Regions from separate parts of the Sus scrofa genome. Here region 1 is linked to region 2. A link is a contact called in public HiChIP or PLAC-seq data. All regions are on one chromosome and are shown on one strand. Each heading gives the region's core, a stretch centred on a gene start, on an enhancer-like site or on the middle of the called end of the contact. The rest is flanking DNA. Distances are from core to core; before and after follow the strand shown.

Region 1 (4,025 bases), core at 343-2,842, 160 kb before region 2:
GGTTGGTGGAAGTGGGGGTGCCAGCAGAGGAAACATCTTGCAGGCAGGCCTGGAGTGAAGGAACCCACCTAGTTCAAGGAAGAGACATGTCAGTGCGGTGCTGAAAGTGGAAGATGGGAAAGAAGAGCTGGGAAAAGTAGGCCTGCCGTATCAGATAAGCCAAGGCCAAGTCCCAATCTAAAATCCCCCAAGAGCTTTTGAGGGGGTGGGGGTTATCAGGCATGCAGACCTGCAGTGACCTTGGCTTCAGTGCCAAGATGGGTCAGACGGCTGGGAGGGAAGAGGAAGCTGAGGAGACAAGCTATTGGCATAGAGAGCAGTTAAAACCCTGGGAAGGAAGAGCATTAACCAGAAAGGGGTACAAAATAAATGTCACAGCAGGGTCCAAGACTCTCATCCAAGCTCCCGCCAGACCCCAGTTATGCAGCTTTGTTCCCTTAACCACACACATTGGTCCAGGGCGAAAAATAACTTTTCAAGGGGAGTTCCCATCCTGGCTCAGCGGTTAAGGAACCTGACTAGCATCCACGAGGACGCAAGTTCCATCCCTGGCCTCGTTCAGTGGGTTAAGGATCCAGTGTTGCCCTGAGCCGTGGTGTAGGTCACAAACGCGGTTCGGATCCCACCGTTGCTGTGGCTGTGGTGTAGGCCGGCAGCTACAGTTCTGATTTGACCCCCTAGCCTGGGAATCTCCATATGCTGCGGGTGCGGCGCTAAAAAGACACAAAATTAAAACAAAAAACTTCTCAAGGCCTATACCCTTTCTCTTCTCTCCAGGCACCTGCCCTGCCCCTCGCTGAGATTTCAGGATCCGGATTACCAACCCCTCTCTACCCAAGCGGCTCAGAGAGGGTGCGCGTCTCCATCCACGGCACCGCCGCGGTGAGATCGCAGGCCTGTCCTACCAAAGCCCAGTGCCCTCGCCACCTCGCGGGATTTTGGAAAACGCAGAACACAAGGGCGGGATCCGGGAAGCCCTCCTGAGGCCCACCCAAACGGCCACAACCCCCCAGCCCCCCACCGGCTAGGACCCCCGAGCTCGATGCACGGGCGAAGGGCCAGGGCTGTCGGCCGCCTCGGAAAAACGAACAGCCTCAGCTGGACTCGCCGCCGCCCCCTCCGCCAAGAGAGGCCAGAGGCGGCCCGGAGCTCCTGCAGCCTCGCTCGCAGCAGAGGATGGCTGGGACCTCTAACTCTCAGAGACCAAGACTGCAGTGACACCCCACCAAGCTCTCTGAAGGGCAGCCATTTAAACCTATCATAGCAAGGTGTCTGCAACTCACCGCCCAATTGAAATTTTTTTTAACCTGAAGGCGGTTCTGTCAGGGAGTCCGTCAGCCCAATGGGAGACGTGGAAATTTCCAGAAAGAACAGGACCAATGGGTGCGGCTAGCGCGGCTACGACTGGCGGACCAAGCGACCAATAATAGTCGCAGAGGTCCACCCCTCCCTCCAATCGTAGAGCCAAAGATGGGTGGGGCTTGTCGGGGAGAACCCAATCCCGAGGCGCGGGGGAGGCAGGGCTGCGGGGATTACTCTCCAGGCCCAATGAGAGAGAAGCAAAGATGATGGGCTAGACTTCAAGCCAATAGTAGAAAAGCTCAGAAAGTCCCCCAGAGGAGCACGACCAGTGAGCCGGCGAGGAAGGGGCGGGATCTGGGGGTCCCGGCAGCTTCTAGTAGGTTCCAGAAGGCGGCGCGTGCGGTTGGGAACGCGGAGCAGACGGAGTCTATTCAACGGGGTTCCGGGCCGGACTATGGAGCAGGTGAAGGGGGAGGGGTGGGCTGAGGCCTGGGGCCGCTCGGGGACCGGCCGTGGCCGGGTGGAGGAGCGAGGCGGGCACCCGATCGGGGCGGCTGGGTTTGGGGCTCGGGCCGGGGCGGCCTAGTAGTCGGGGCAGCAAGAGAGTGAGAGCCGCGGCGGGTGGGGAGCAAGGCCTGGCCGTGGAGAGTGAGGCCTGGCCGCGGGGAGCGCCAGGGCTCCTCAGCTCCCGTGGTCTCCCGACTCGGCGAGGAGGGGTAGGGGAGTCATCAGTTCGGCGTAAGTCCGGCCCGCGGCAGGAAGAGGGACCGCGGCCAGGAACCGGAGGCCTCCCGTGAAGTGGGTTTAAGCTGAGCGGGGCGCTGGCGCCCGCGGCACTGGGAAGGATGGAGCTGGGCGAGGGGCCTTGCGAGAGGCAGGAAGGATGATCAGGTCATTTGGAAGGGAGACGGGAGATTGCCGACCAAGACTTGGCCCGAGTTAACTTGGAGGAATGCAGGGAGCAGGGACGAGAATACCCTGTAAGCAGCTGAGGCACTTAGGAATCAGTTGGGGAGAGTTCTACTTCTCTGCATCTGAAAAGGCCGAGATGGAAGAATGCAGAGTGAGGGTAGGATGTGCAGCAGGCCAACTAATTTGCCTTCTGCTGGAAAGGGGAGGGTGCAGCAAAAGCCCTTGGAATGAATTCCGTCTTTGCCAGTGTTTTACATGTCTGTGTGCCGCCCGTTCTCCTCCTTGTGGGTTTGGGTTTTGGTTTTGTTTGTTTGTTTGTTTGGGGTTTTTTTTGGTTATAACTGAGAATTCAAGCTTCTAAAAGGTCGGTTTCTAGTTACACAAGGAGTTAGTCTCTGTAGAAAACTTGAAATACATAGGTAAGGAGCAAGAAGTAAGTTACTTGGCTCCCCTCATCCCCTCAGCATTATTGGGGGGCTGAGTTGGAAGCTGCTGGTTGCTTTCAGTGACTTAATTATACTCTCTGGGGCCCAAAGGTTGTGAAAAGCCTAAAGAGGTTTTTTTATTCAACTAGAAGCTGTTATTGAGTTGGAATGATGGATCTGGGGGCCAAAGAAAACAGCTTGGGTTTTTGATCTACAAAGCCAGACCTTTCGAGCTAGTGTAGCTGTTGCTCTTTAGCTTAACCTGGAGCCTCTTTGCTAAATTTTCAAAGACGGAAGTGGAGATTAAGAATTTAATTAACGTTTTGTGCCCTCCTGGTAATTTGTTTGGGATTAAATAGGCTGTGATGTAGACAAACGGGTCTGATGTGGAAAACACGTTACTGTGTTAAATTTAAGAAAAGGTCTCCTCTGGTGACTATCAAAATAGAGAATTTTTTTAATGACATTGCCCGTTGTAGAAGAACACACGTAGATAGCCTGGGAGTGAGTGTGTGACTCGACTCAGAGCTGCACGTTTACAATGATCGTTGTACAGATAGCGTTTTTACTCCAGATGTGTCAATAGCCTGCTCTCTTGCACCCACTTACACATAACTACTTTTTGTTTTCATTTTCGGGGATCCACGTTTTGGTTTTGGGAAATACTCGAGTTGGACAGATTTGGGTGTCTAGAATTGTATTTTTTAAGCTAAGTAGCTTCCATATAGATCTCGCAGTGATGCATTTTTCAGATTTGTCCCAGTAGTCACATATAACATGTTCAGTAAAATAATCATTCTTATCGTGTGCCCCATTTTGGTGTTCTCTGTTGATCAGCTCTTTCGAAGTGCTGGTTATGACCTACAGACTTGCTTTCCTGACCTTGCAGATGGTGCTCAGTTTGGAAAACATTGGGGGGCATAGGCAGGAAAGTCACCAGCCAAGCTCTTCTCAGCTGCTTCATGGCACTAGTTGAATTTTTTAACTTTTTGCCTTCTGGCCTGCATCCTGGGCTTGTAAGATTTTTATCCCTTGCTTGCCAAATTTTTCGGTCTCTTTCTTTTTCCCGCTAAAAAGTTTCCTAAGATCTGTCTGGTTGATGGGGTTCCAGAGTGGTGTGCCTCGGGTTTTCAGAGCCATTTCTCATAACAGTTCTTTCTAGTGTCAGTACACTGGGCAGATGATAGATAGCAGGAAAGAATGACTTAGTAACTTGAGTGACACAGCTTCATCTCACAAGGTGTGGGTGCATTCGAGGGATGGCCTGCCCCTCTGGGGGGGTTCCCTGGTCAGGAGAAGACCCTATTGTGATATGGCCAAGGTCTGCTTCACTTCAACCTTTTGGTGAAGAGCCTGCTGTTGTGAACATTTGGAAGGATAGAGGAT
Region 2 (4,150 bases), core at 505-3,004:
GCCTTTGGGGCTGAGACCCTCCCCAGGGAGTTTACAGCCCCAGGGGTGTCACCTAGGGCCAGGGCCTGTTGGGGAGGGACGCATGAGGCGGGAAGGCCACTGGGGTCTCGACCAGGGCCTCTAAGATGATACCCGGGAAGGGGGCAATTAGTCCGGGTGACAGGATTACAGGACGTGAGTCAGGGCACCTGGGACTGCCCAGGGTAGGGTGGGGCTGCGGGGCTGAGGCGAGGCACCTGAATCTGAGGGCGGGAAGAGCTGGGAGGGCTGGGCCAGCCTCCCCATTGGTGACCCGTGGTAGCCTGACTCACAGGGTTTCCACAGTCCCTGCCCCCCCACCCCGCCTCCCTGGGGATAACCCACTGTTCTGTCCCCCTCCTCTCAGCCTGAGCTTCCCGGGCTGGTGGCGTGGGAGCACACGCCCTAGCTTCCAGCAGGGCTGAGCTGCTGGAAGCCTCCTCCCATAGGCCTTCGGGGAGGGGCTCTGATGGCTGCCCCAGGCTGTTGGTGGCCCCTTCAACGGTCAGGGAGGGGATGAGGCTCTGAAACACAGGCCAGCCAGGGGTCCTGGGCCCGATGGGGAAAGGAAGCCATTCTGGTGTGGCTCTGACATCTTTTTGAGGTCTACTCTGTGCCAGGCTTGGGGATGACAGGGGACAGAACCAAGGGAGGTGCGTGGCACCGGCGGGGCCGCGAAGGGTGGCTGGAGGCTGAGGCGCTCTTACAGGTCTGCTCAAGAGAGATTCGGTCAGAAAATTGGCTGCCCCTCCCTGCTGGGGGTCAGGCGGGGCTCCCTCTCAGTGTCCCCTGCAGGTGGTCCTCTGGGTAGGGGGAGCCCAGAGACAGGGCTTGGTCTTCAGGGTGCCTGGGCCCCCAGGCCTTCCCTGCACAGGCAAGTCCGCAGAGAGAGGATCTCTGGCTGTTCAGGGTATAGACAGGGACCCAAACACCCTCCCAGCCTGCCCAGCACCAAGATCGAGAGCCACAGAGTGAGGTGCTAAGCTGAGGCTGCGCTGGCAGCAGCTGGAGAAGGGTGGCCGTGCGGCCTCAGGCTGCTCATCTGTCAAGGGGATCTATAGATCCCCTCTCCTATTTGCTGCAGTCAAGGAATGATCAAAAACAGCTTGTGATTTTTTTTTTTTTTGGTGCTGAAACCCGGGACTGAGTGGTTTTTTTTTTTTTTTTTTTTTGGCTGCACCTGAAGCATGGAGAAGTTTCTGGGCTGGGGATCGAATTCCAGCCCCGGCTGCAACTTATGCCACAGCAGCAGCAATGCTGGATCCTTAACCCACCGCTGGGGCCAGGGATGGGACCCTCCGCACCACGGAGACAGCAAGGGATCCTTAACCTGATGCACCACAGCAGGAACTGCCCGTGGGTTGTGATTTTAAGAAAATCCTTCACTTTCGCTGGTGGCTAAGAATTGGACAGAGCTGCTTGGCTGCCCTTAGGCCTGGCATCCCGGACGGGGAGGCCTCTAAATCCCGAGTGGGACTCCCAGTCCCCTTGGGGCGCAGCCTGAGGCAGACACCTGGCTTGGGAGTGTCCACCCCATGGAGGCTCCAGGTTATCCACGGAGTCCAGGCATGGGATATTCGCAGGTCCCCTGGGGTCCCCGAGCGCACAACCCTGGCGCCAGCCCCGCGCGCCCGCGGGAGACGGACCGCCCCCGCCCGCCCACCGGCGGCCCGGCGCTGTCACGTTCCAGCGCCTGACTCAGGCCGCACGGGGCGGGGAGCCGGGAGGCGGCGCCGGCGCCCGCCTGGGCCCCGGAGGCGGCACCAGGAAGCGCCCGCCCCGGCCGGAGCCGCCATGTAACCGGCGCCGCCCGGAGCCGAGCCTCGCGGGCCCCAGCGACCCGCCCGCCATGGGGGACGAGGACGAGGACGAAGGCTGTGCGGTGGAGCTGCGGATCACCGAAGGTGGGGCAGGGGCGGCGGGGGCGCAGGCCGGGGGAGGGTGGTCCAGGCCGGCCGGGAGGGTTCGTGCACTGGCTGGGCTCATTTGCCCCCTGTGCCCGCAGCCAACCTGACCGGGCACGAGGAGAAGGTGGGCGTGGAGAACTTCCAGCTGCTCAAGGTGCTGGGCACGGGAGGTGAGGACCCCCCCCATCCACCGGCAGGTGTCCCAGGCGTGGTGCCCTGGGCCACCCGCCCCGCACCCGCCCGGGCCGGGCCAGGCCACCCACAGTGTCCCCCACCCTCTCCTGGCACAGCCCGCTTTGCCAGCCTTGCCCTGCCCTGCCAAGGTTTGCACGCCCACTCCCGGGGCTGCTCCACGTTGACACTGCTTCTCCCTGGAAGGTCCTTCCAGGTTTGCCAACACTCTTGGGGGCTTGTACCCGCCTGTGTGATTCCAGGGTTCCTCCTCTAGAGAGATGAGAGCCCTCTCCCCTGCTTTGCAAACTGCCCCCCTCGGGTTTGACCATCCCTCCCCTCTGCACGCACCTCTGCCTCCCTTCCTGGGCTTTGCATCCTCTTGCATTTGTCTGATCAGCCACAGGTTTGCACATGCCCCGCCCCCACCCTGCGCTGCAGGCCTCCTGGGGTTGCGTGTCCCCCCCAGCCTGGTTTACACACTGCACCCCCACCCACCCGGTTTTGCTGAGCACCCTCCGGGGGTGTGCACACCTTTTCCTTAGAGCTCTGCCAGCTTTTGCACACCTGCCTCTCACCCCAGCTCCTTCCCCGCCACTTGCACACCCTCCCGGGGTGGTGTCACTCCCACCCTCACCAGTCTGCACCACCCTCCTGCTCACGGCCTACTCTCCGCCCACTCGCCGCTCCCGCAGCCTACGGGAAGGTGTTCCTGGTGCGGAAGGCAGGCGGGCACGACGCGGGGAAGCTGTATGCCATGAAGGTGCTGCGCAAGGCGGCTCTGGTGCAGCGGGCCAAGACGCAGGAGCACACACGCACGGAGCGCTCCGTGCTGGAGCTGGTGCGCCAGGCACCCTTCCTGGTCACGCTGCACTACGCCTTCCAGACTGATGCCAAGCTGCACCTCATCCTGGGTAAGGGCAGGCACGTGCCAACCTTGGGGGCCACGGTGGCAGGTGGAGCGACCCTTGGGGGCCACTCCCCAACCTCCACCCCCCCTCCCCAGACTATGTGAACGGCGGAGAGATGTTCACCCACCTCTACCAGCGCCAGTACTTCAAGGAGGCCGAGGTGCGCGTGTACGGGGGCGAGATCGTGCTGGCCCTGGAGCACCTGCATAAGGTGGGTGAGGACCTGGCCACCTGCCCGTTGCCGTGGGGACTGGGTCTGGGCCTTAGAAGAGTCCTGTGAATATAGCAGCCGGGGGCTTCCTTTGGGGAGGTGCCCTGGGAGGGAACTGGAGCTGCTTCTGTTAGGCCTCCTGGAAGGAAGGCCTTGTGTTGCCTGGTTGGGGGGGGGGTCTCTCCTCCCCTCGCACCTCCTCGAAGGGGCTTTCCTGTCGCGGGAACTCCGGGCTGCTTCCTGGGGCCATGTTCACAGAACTTCCTCAAATAGAGAGCTCACGCCTTGGCTCCCAGAGCCAGCATGAAATGAGGCTTCGCATGGCTTTCCTCTCTCTGGGACCTCAGGCCCCACTCCCTCGCATCTCCTTTCTTGCTTTCATATCTTAAGTGGCTTTTTCTATCCAATGGCCTAGGTCTGCCCCCGGCCACCCTTGCTCGGGAGATCCGCTTCCCCAGGGATCTGGTGCAGGGATGGGAGCTGTAGCAGCGGGGGGAGGCGGGGGAGGAATCCTCAGTGCCTTCTTGCTCCTGCCAGCTGGGCATCATCTACCGAGATCTGAAGCTGGAGAACGTGCTGCTGGACTCCGAGGGCCATATCGTCCTCACGGACTTTGGGCTTAGCAAGGAGTTCCTGACGGAGGAGGTGAGTGAAGGGCGGTCTTGGCCTCCTGCAGCCCCACACAGGCCCTCCCTTCCTGGCTTCAGCTCCATGCTGGGCTCTGTGTTCCTCGGGGGCCCAGAGCTGATTAGAGTCAGGCCCTACCTTCAGGAAGTTCCCACTGCTCCAACCCTTACGAAGTCCAGCGAGTCTTATCTTGAGCCTTGGGGATGGCTAGGTGTCCAAATGGGTCCTCTTGGAGTTCCTGTTGTGGCTCCGAGGTAACGAACCTGGCTAGTATCCATGAGGATGCAGGTTCGATCCCTGGCCCT

Evidence for each region. HiChIP or PLAC-seq counts read pairs in DNA pulled down with a chosen protein or histone mark.
Region 1: a contact with region 2 is called in an H3K27ac HiChIP or PLAC-seq map of alveolar macrophages. The contact joins the enhancer-like site here to the promoter of RPS6KA4 in region 2. A contact is called at or near these places in 2 of 5 promoter capture datasets (fetal liver and liver), 3 of 47 Hi-C or Micro-C datasets (omental adipose tissue, retroperitoneal adipose tissue and subcutaneous adipose tissue) and 2 of 2 datasets of contacts at active chromatin or transcription factors (alveolar macrophages and skeletal muscle).

The regions. Positions count from the first base shown.
Region 1 is chr2:7,922,483-7,926,507 of Sscrofa11.1, reverse strand. It overlaps STIP1 (stress-induced-phosphoprotein 1), which reads left to right. Exons shown (of 15, transcript XM_003353794.4): 2 at 778-1,765. The coding sequence starts at 1,757. Among named protein-coding and RNA genes, the nearest start is that of STIP1, 15 kb to the left of the region's middle. Within about 2 kb of position 1,592, at least 60 of the 83 cell types and tissues checked have an H3K27ac peak or open chromatin away from gene starts, as enhancers often do. A contact at or near this core is called in alveolar macrophages, fetal liver, omental adipose tissue and 1 more, where this site is marked.
Region 2 is chr2:7,762,905-7,767,054 of Sscrofa11.1, reverse strand. It overlaps RPS6KA4 (ribosomal protein S6 kinase alpha-4), which reads left to right and starts at 1,754. Exons shown (of 16, transcript XM_005660758.3): 1 at 1,754-1,922; 2 at 2,792-3,010; 3 at 3,103-3,218; 4 at 3,756-3,863. The coding sequence starts at 1,868.